3 separate regions of the Sus scrofa genome follow, and regions 2 and 3 are each linked to region 1. The links are chromatin contacts, called in public Hi-C and HiChIP or PLAC-seq maps. All regions are on one chromosome and are shown on one strand. The core of a region is the stretch at or near the end of the contact, and the rest is flanking DNA. Distances in the headings are between cores, read along the strand shown. Region 1 has its middle 59 kb from the start of HS6ST1. Region 2 has its middle 210 kb from the start of HS6ST1. Region 3 has its middle 280 kb from the start of HS6ST1.

Region 1 (2,700 bases), core at 32-2,531:
AAGTTTAAAAGCGCATTTTTTTTTTGTTTATGTTCTTTTTTGCCTTAAGAAATCTTTCCCTGCCCCAAGGCCACCTCCTAGGAGTTTTCACTGCCCCCCTCGCCCCTCTTACAAAGTCTTTGAGAGGTCAGACAACTCGCTTTGCTGAGCAGATGAAAGGAGGCGGGCGGTGGCGAGTGGAAGTACTCCTCAGTCACTCGCTGGTGGGTCAGGGTGCTGCTCATTGGAAGGTGCAACCACGGAGACGGCAGGTGGCGCCAGCACCCCGCTCTCCTGCACCTCCTGCCCTCTCATGGGAGCTTCTTGCAGCTGCTTCTACCCTCCCCTTTTCCTATCTGTAAAACCCGCCAGCCCTCAGGATTTTAAGATTAAAGATGAGCTGGAGCTGGAGGGGGTCTGCTTCCTTCAGAGCAAATGGTTCTCTGTAGTCCCCACCTCTCCCTATTGCCTTTTGTTCAGCTCTGCCCTCTCATTCACCTAACTCGTCCAGGCCCCTGGAGTTTGCATTCTTCCTTTTCAGACTTTAGCCCTCCTAGATGGAGAGGAATGCTTTGTGAGTAAACCACTGCTTTAAAACGTTTATCCTGGTGATATCTACGCAATTTAGAAAGTCTAAAAGATACAGAAACACAAGAAAATAGCCTATATTCTCACTTCAAAACTAAATACTTTGAACACGGCTTGTGTATTTTTTGTCTTCTTTCTGAATTCTTTTAAACGCCTTTGCAGAGCATCTTCTTTGTCCTCAGCTGTGTTCGAGGCTGGGGCCCCAGCCCGGGGATGGCTCCTAGGACTGCAGATCGCAGAGACAGACCCAGGGCCGGTGCAGGCTTGCAGCAGCCGCACCATGGACCACACCTGGCTCACTGCCAGAGCGCCTCCGTCTAGCGTTCTGTGTCACGTGGCCCAGGGGCTGCCTGCGGTTCCCGCGGTCTGTCAGGGTCCGCCCCCGGAGGTGGCCTAAGAAAGTCGTGCGGCTGGAGCGCGTCCCGCCACTGGTCCCCTTTTGGCCCTAAGGCGGCATCTTTCTACCTCATCCCAGGCCCCTGGGAACAAGCTGCGCACAGGTGGGGTCTCGGGAGCAGGGACCCCGGCGCCTGTGCTCTATGCTAGCGACGACCCCTGAAGCAGGCTCCTACCTGGTTAGACAACGTCCCAGCCCAGGACCCTCCTGTTCTTCCATACTTTACCTGATTCTTGCTGGCCCAGGCGGAGGGGCAGGGGGCCAGGAGTCCGGAGCCCGGGGGAGGGAGAAGCGCTAGCTGCGCATGCTCAGTTCTGGGGAAGGCGCGCCCTCTGCTGGACACGCTGGGAGATGCTGTCTTCACATCAGACGACACTGCAGCCCTTTAAGCCATGACCCTGTCTTCGTAAAGCTGAGTTTCAGTGCCATGTGGAAGTCACCCTGGGGCAGGCTACATACAATCTGATTGCGAGGATTGAGAAGCTGTGCAGCGCCCCCAAAGTCCACATACCCCATTAATAACTAATGGTTGCAGTTATGTAAAAATGAAATAAAAAGTCTCTTAAAATTCATGTACATGACTTTCAAACAGCTACTAAGTTCTTACCATATACTTACTTGTTAAGGTTTGGACCGGTCTACTCAATAAATGGACACTTTAGGTATTTCTGAGACGCTAAGGGCTCTCCGGATCTGAGAGAGACACGTGGTTTAGATGATTCTGCCTCTGATAATACCCTCAGGCAGGGTGGCCACAGGTGTGTGTGGTTTGCCAGCTCCCTCTGGGGAAACAGGAAACTAGAGGGGCTGGATATGTGGAGAGGGAGGGACAGGTGTGAAAATGACAACACTTATGACTCAAACCCAGCCAGAACCCCAGACCAGGACTTGAACTCACATGCAGAGATTCTTACCCAGCCAGAATCCAGATTGGAACTTGAACCTATGGTTTTTAATTTAGAATCACTTACCCAGTGTCTGCACTTACTGAGGTTTGGCTTCCTTGTGCCTCAGTGCAGAAGGAATTCAGTGAGAGACAAAGTGATAGGCAAGAAATAGATTGATTTATTAAGATAGGATGCTTGTGAGAGGCGCAAGTGGACAGGCAAGGAGGCTCTGCCCTGGGGAGTAGCTGGGTGACAGTTTTATAACCCAAGGGAAGTGGGGGTGGCAAAAGACTGCCTCTTCTTCTTTCTTTGAGCAGTAGCTCCTCTTTGGTATCTGGTAAGAGGGTATTTGACCCTAAAAGGTCAAACTAGGACTGTCATGGTGCTTATTCAAATCAGCGGAAGAGCGGTCCTTAAACTCCTGCACTTGGTCATAAAGGGTAATGACCTGAAAGGCATATCTCCTGCTTTTATTTGTGGTAAGCCTACTTCGATCCGATGGCTTTCTTAAGTGATTATTAACTCACAGTGATCTCCCAAAGTTCCCTAGGTTTCCCTCTCTATCTATGGTACCTTTTGGGACTTCTACAAACTACCGGAGTAACTATCCTACTCCATCCCTATTAGGGTTGGAGGTCCAAGCTCCTCTTGTCCTCTGGACCACTAATAGGCAGCGTTTCTTCTCTGAGGCAAAACTCTACAGGGGAATTTGGCTGTGATTTTTTTTTTATCTACACCCAGCAGTGTTGATCAGCTGATGAAGTTTAGTTGGGCCTGAGAAAAGTCAGAGAAACAATGGGACGTGGTTTTGAGGGAGGCTTTGCACAGATCTATGTGGAACATGTGGGG
Region 2 (2,700 bases), core at 110-2,609, 260 kb after region 1:
GAGGTTACTACCTTCATTTTAGAAATGGTGGTACAGAGAGACCCGAGACCAGGATCCTGCTTCAGGCCAGAGCCTCTGTTCCTTTGCACATTGCCACCACCTTCCTTGTTATGAGCTCAGGACAGTCACACAGCCTTAATCTCAGCACAGGGTTCAAATTCAGACACCACCCTCCCTATATTCCTAAAGACTGTGAGGCTTTAACCTTGCCATTGGTCATGCCTCAGTCTCCTGGCTGTGGTCCGGGAACACTTGTCACTGTTTCTTAGGTTCATTGTGGGGTTAAAGGGAGCACATGTATGGAGCACCCCCACCACTGTGTTGCACACTGATTGCCCAGGGTAGGGTGTTTTTCGCCATGGTTACTGTCTACTAAAGAGTCCAGCAATAGGTTTCTTAATAGAGCTGTCTACTTTTGCTGGTTTGCTTTCCTTCCCTTCATTCCTTAGCCCACTCACTTCTGGTTCTCCCAGCCCTCTGCTACGTGTTGCTCCCTGGGGTCATCAGGAATGGCCATGGCCATTAGTCCAGCTCATTGGTCCTTGCATCTTACCAGGTCTCATAGAACACTTGCTCCTTCCTTCCTGAGGCATCCCCTCCCCTCTTTGGCTGGGATACTCCCAGCTTTCCTTTTCTTCTCTCTCCTTCCTGACTCCCCTTTTTCCATTGGCCCCTAAGCACTGGCATCTGTTTCCCAGGCTCTCAGCCTTCCTGACTCAGGGGTAACTCCTTTGGGAGACAACATCCACCCACATAACTTCACCTGCCATCCAGTCAGCATTGCGTCCAGAGCCAGCTCTCCCTCTCGCCCAACCTGCTCTCCTAAGCTCCAAACCAGACATTATGATACATGGGGTCTCTGGTGCTGGTGCTGAATGTGCTTTAACTGAGCTGGACTTTTCCCTGAATCTGACACCTTTATCTTCCCCCAGGCTCAGGGCATGCATGATCCTCCACCCCAAACCCAGGAATCCTTAACCTGTTCCCTCTCTTTCTATATACTCCATCACCTCCTGTATCGCCTGCTTCACGGTTCTCAGACTTAACCACTTTTCCCATCTCTCCAGATATCCCTCTAGTCCAAACATGTAATTTCTCACCTGGATGGATTACTTTGCTGCTCTAATCCATTCTCCACAAAGCAGCTTATTCAAGCCTTTAAAAACTCACCTCGGATCATGTCACTTTGCTACTTAGAACTCTTCAATCTTTGCCTGTAGCTCTGCTGATAAAAATCCCAGGTCTGAGGTGTGTTTTCTCACAACGGTGCCCTGACTCTCTGAATCCACACACCACCAGCCTTTTGCTGATCCTTGCAAGTCCTGTGTTGTACCCTGCTCCAGGCCTTCCTTTGGCTGGCTCACCTGGCCTCAGCTTCCCAAGGTCACCTGCTGTGCCCTCAGACTAGGTCAGGGCTCTGCTTCTCTGAAGCGAGTCCATGACTGACTTAAAGAGTATACTGTGATTTTGTTATTTGCCTGAGGCCATACCCTCCAGTCTCCTGGTTTTCAATTCCATGGAAGTACTGGTGTTTCCCATATTACTTCCTCCTCCACAGGGATGTCCATCAGGTGTTTCAACAGAGAACATGTCTGAAAACCAAATTCATTTTTTTTTTTTTAAGGGCTGCACTTGTGGCATACAGAAGTTCCTGATCCAGGGATAGAATCAGAGCTGCAGCTGCCAGCCTACACCACAGCCACAGCAATGCCAGATCCCAGCCAGATTTTCAACCTACACCATAGCTTTCAGCAATACTGGTTAATCCACTGAAGGAAGCCAGGGATTGAACCTGAATCCTCATGGACACTAGGTGGGGTTCTTAACCTGCTGAGCCACAACAGGAACTCCTGAAAACCAAATTTTTGATCCCACCTGGGCCAGACCCGCCCCTCCCTCAGTGTTCCCAGGGAAGCCCTCCAATGTTCAGGCCACCCCTGCTCTCTCCTGCTTTCACACTTGTTTTACCCATTGGCTCTACTTTAAAGCACATCCAAATCCCAGTACCTTTGACACTGAGTGATAATCTTTTTTTTTTTTTAAACCTTGCCCTTTTTTAAAAACATTGTGCAGATTAAATGTTTGTATCTGCTCCAGATTCACATGTTGAAGCCCTTAATTCCCAGGATGATGGTGTTTGCAGGCAGGGCCTTTGGGAGATAATTAGGTTGTGAGGGTGGAGCTCCCCATGATAGGATTAGTGCCATTTCACCACACCCACCCACCCACCCACACACACACACACACAGACACACACCCACACCCACACACACACAGACACACACCCACACCCACACACACACACACACACACACACACATTTTAGTGGCCACACCCAGGCATATGGAAGTTCCTGGGCCAGGGATTGAGTCTTAGGGGTGGTTGTAGCAAGATTAGTGACATTCTAGAAGAGGGAAGAGACAGTAATCTTTTTTCTTTCTTTCCTTTCCTTTCCTTTTCTTTCTCTCTCTCTCTTTCCTTCCTTCCTTCCTTCCTTCTTTCTCTTTCTTTCTTTCTTTCTTTCTTTCTTTCTTTCTTTCTTTCTTTCTTTCTTTCTTTCTTTCTTTCTTTCTTTCTTGCCTGCCTGCCTTCTTTCCTCCTTCCTTCCCTCCTTCCTTCTTTCCTTCCTCTTTCTCTCTCTGCATGTATTCACCAAACAAGGCCAGGACCCAATCAGGAAAAGAGCCCTCATCAAGAGCT
Region 3 (2,700 bases), core at 22-2,521, 340 kb after region 1:
GGAGGAAGGGGCTTCAGGTGCCCTGAGCGAGTCCTTTGGGGGGATGGTTGGGGAAGGAGTGGAATGCAGAGTGGAGGTGCTTTGCCTAAGCCAAGGTAAGGACTGGCTTTGAGGAGTGGGGACTTGAGGGAGACTGGAGGGAAGAGTCATCCTGGGATGGCCTGGTTGAAAGACTTTTCAGCCCAGGAACATGTACTGCGCTGTGGCAAGGGCTTCTATGCCGTCACAGGGGGCCACCTGTCTTCCCAGATGATCCAAAACCCTGCTGCCCAGAAGGGCCTATGCATGTATTTGATGGTATATGCCTTTTGGGTGTGTCTAGATCAAGAGAAGGGGCTAAGTTTGGTATTTAATCATGTAATCATGGACAGCTACATGACTTTGAAATGAGAAATCCCAGAGATAAGAGAAAGAATTTAGTGGGAGGAGACAGTCAAAGCTATTGAAGACTAGGAATGGGAAAACTGTAGAATTTCCTGAAATGTCACAAAAGGCTTTATTTTTATTTTTTTAATTTTTAATAAAGTGTAGTTGACTTATAGTGTTGTGTCAATTTCTGCTGTATAGCAAAGTAACCTTGTCATACATATATATACATTCCTTTTATATTATCTTCCATCACGGTCTATCCCAAGAGATTGGATATAGTTCCCTGTGCTCTCCAGTAGGACCTCATTGCCTATCCATTCTAAATGTAATATTTTGCATCTACTAACCCAAACTCCCAGTCCATCCCCCTGCCTCCCTCTCCCCCTTGGCAACCCCAAGTCTGTTCTCTATGTCCATTTCTGTTTTGTAGATAGCTTTGCTTACGCCATATTTTAGGTTCCACAGGTAAGTGGTAGCCAATGGCCTAGCAGGGGACCACAGGAGAGGCACACATTCCATGGCTGGCCACGGGGCAGGTGGAGTGAACATCACCGGGCTTCCCATCTTCAGAAGAGCTCGACAGGGTCAAGTCAGCCTTTTGTAGACTTCGGCATTAGGGAGACCTGAGCTGCTGTGGCACCAGCCCCTGGGATCCCCTTCTGTTCACTCAGTTACTTTCAGCTGGTGACTGAATGCAGGCAGAATAATGCCCCTCCCTCACAGGTTCCGACCCCAAGTGTAGGAATCTCTGAATATGTTCCTTCACACTGCACTGGACCTTCTGCTTTCTGTGGTGCCTTTTCTTTCCTTCCTTCCTTTTTTTCCAGTTGGCTTGTGTGGGCCCTTTGCTCTGTGCCCAGGAACTGGAGCTCTGACTCATTCCTGATTGCAAGCTTCTGCATTTTCCACAGGCATGCAGCCGGGGATGTGAAAACAATTACGTCAAAATGAACTCTGCAAGTTGTGGGGTGATGGAATAAGTCATCTGGTAAAAAGTCATGGGTACAGGATGACAGCACTGGGAGCCACTGGGCAGTTCGGGGGTAGGAGGCCCCCTGCAGAACCCTTCCAGAAACAGTACCCAGGGCTCTGAGGTGTGTGAAGAGGGTGCAGGGATGTGTGGTGCCTCTGCAACAGGAAGGCTGAGGATGAGCATGTGGAAATGTGCCTCTTGATAGGAATATGCAGCCTGGCCGACCACACACTCGGCTGTTCTCTTAGGAGAGGGAGGGACTGCTGGAGACCGAGCTCTCCCCAGCGGCCCTCAGGGATAATGCTGAGTAAACATGTGCCTTCCCAGCTGGTCGCCTGCCCTGAGGTCCTGGAGGCTTCCTGCACCTCAGGCAGGACCTCCTGGGCTGCTGATTTCTCCTCCTTTCTCTGACTTCTCTGGTTCTCAGGAAGGGGAGGCAACAGGCATTCGGGGTGTGCCAGCCAGTCTCTGCAAGCATGAATTAGCATAAGTGCCTTTTCTAACCGCCAAGGTGGTGCCACCACCTTTACTGGTAAATGCTTAGATTCAGAGGGGCCAGGGCTATCCCCGCAGGAGAAGCCCTGGTTTGCCTCCTCCAAAGCGCCCTCCCTAAAGGTCCTGGTCTGGTCTAAGAGGCCCTTGCTGCCCTTTCCAGGTCTTGGGAGGAAAAATTGTTCCTGCCCGGGAGCTGGAGGCCTCAGACCTCCCCACCTGGCCTCTCCAGTGGTCTCCTCTAGGCTCCCTCCTTGTATGGCAGTGCCTTGTCCCCTGGGCCTGTGTGCCCAGCCTCTGGCCCTGGAAAGATGGGTCAGTGGCTACACAGGCTGGCTGGGCTCTGGTCCCCGAGCCTGCCCTGGAGAGCACAGGAGGGGCTGGCCTTGGACCCTGCTGCCCTCCCAGTGCCTCCTCCTTTCTTCTCCCAGCCCTCCATCTTGGGAAAATGGGGCATGTGTGTTCTGGTGGGAGTCCCCTTCTGCTGCCCTCTCAGGCCCCTCTAGCCCCTTTGTCCCCCCTCAGTTGCTGTCCTTCCAGGCCTGCGTGAATGACATCTTTCCCACCTCTGCACCTGAGATGGATACCTGTGCTGTGTCACAAGCCCCCTTAACTCAGTGGTGTACACTTCCCATCAATTTATGCTCATGATTCTGTGGGTCAGGAGTCCAGATAGGACATGGGATGGGGGGTGGGGCTCTGTTCCACCACGGCTGGGGCTGAAATCATCTGAAGGCTCACATGTTGGCGGGTGAGGTGGGCTGTCAATGGGACCTCAGCTAGGCAGATAAAGGTCACCTCTGCATGTGGCCTCTTGGAGTAGCTGTTCTGGGCTTCCTCACAGCATGGCAGATGGGCTCTCAGAG

What was found. Hi-C and Micro-C count contacts between places; a contact is called where the count stands out from the background. HiChIP or PLAC-seq counts read pairs in DNA pulled down with a chosen protein or histone mark.
Region 2: a contact with region 1 is called in a Hi-C map of liver, with 2.4 times the contacts expected there. The contact joins two enhancer-like sites. A contact is called at or near these places in 9 of 47 Hi-C or Micro-C datasets (alveolar macrophages, fetal heart ventricle, heart right ventricle and 4 more) and 2 of 2 datasets of contacts at active chromatin or transcription factors (alveolar macrophages and skeletal muscle).
Region 3: a contact with region 1 is called in an H3K27ac HiChIP or PLAC-seq map of alveolar macrophages. The contact joins two enhancer-like sites. A contact is called at or near these places in 1 of 47 Hi-C or Micro-C datasets (embryonic fibroblasts) and 1 of 2 datasets of contacts at active chromatin or transcription factors (alveolar macrophages).

What each region holds. Positions count from the first base shown.
Region 1 is chr15:59,124,427-59,127,126 of Sscrofa11.1, reverse strand. No RefSeq gene overlaps it. Among named protein-coding and RNA genes, the nearest start is that of HS6ST1, 59 kb to the right of the region's middle. Within about 2 kb of position 1,281, at least 52 of the 83 cell types and tissues checked have an H3K27ac peak or open chromatin away from gene starts, as enhancers often do. A contact at or near this core is called in alveolar macrophages and liver, where this site is marked.
Region 2 is chr15:58,859,605-58,862,304 of Sscrofa11.1, reverse strand. No RefSeq gene overlaps it. Among named protein-coding and RNA genes, the nearest start is that of HS6ST1, 210 kb to the left of the region's middle. Within about 2 kb of position 1,359, at least 2 of the 83 cell types and tissues checked have an H3K27ac peak or open chromatin away from gene starts, as enhancers often do. A contact at or near this core is called in liver, where this site is marked.
Region 3 is chr15:58,781,327-58,784,026 of Sscrofa11.1, reverse strand. No RefSeq gene overlaps it. Among named protein-coding and RNA genes, the nearest start is that of HS6ST1, 280 kb to the left of the region's middle. Within about 2 kb of position 1,271, at least 20 of the 83 cell types and tissues checked have an H3K27ac peak or open chromatin away from gene starts, as enhancers often do. A contact at or near this core is called in alveolar macrophages, where this site is marked.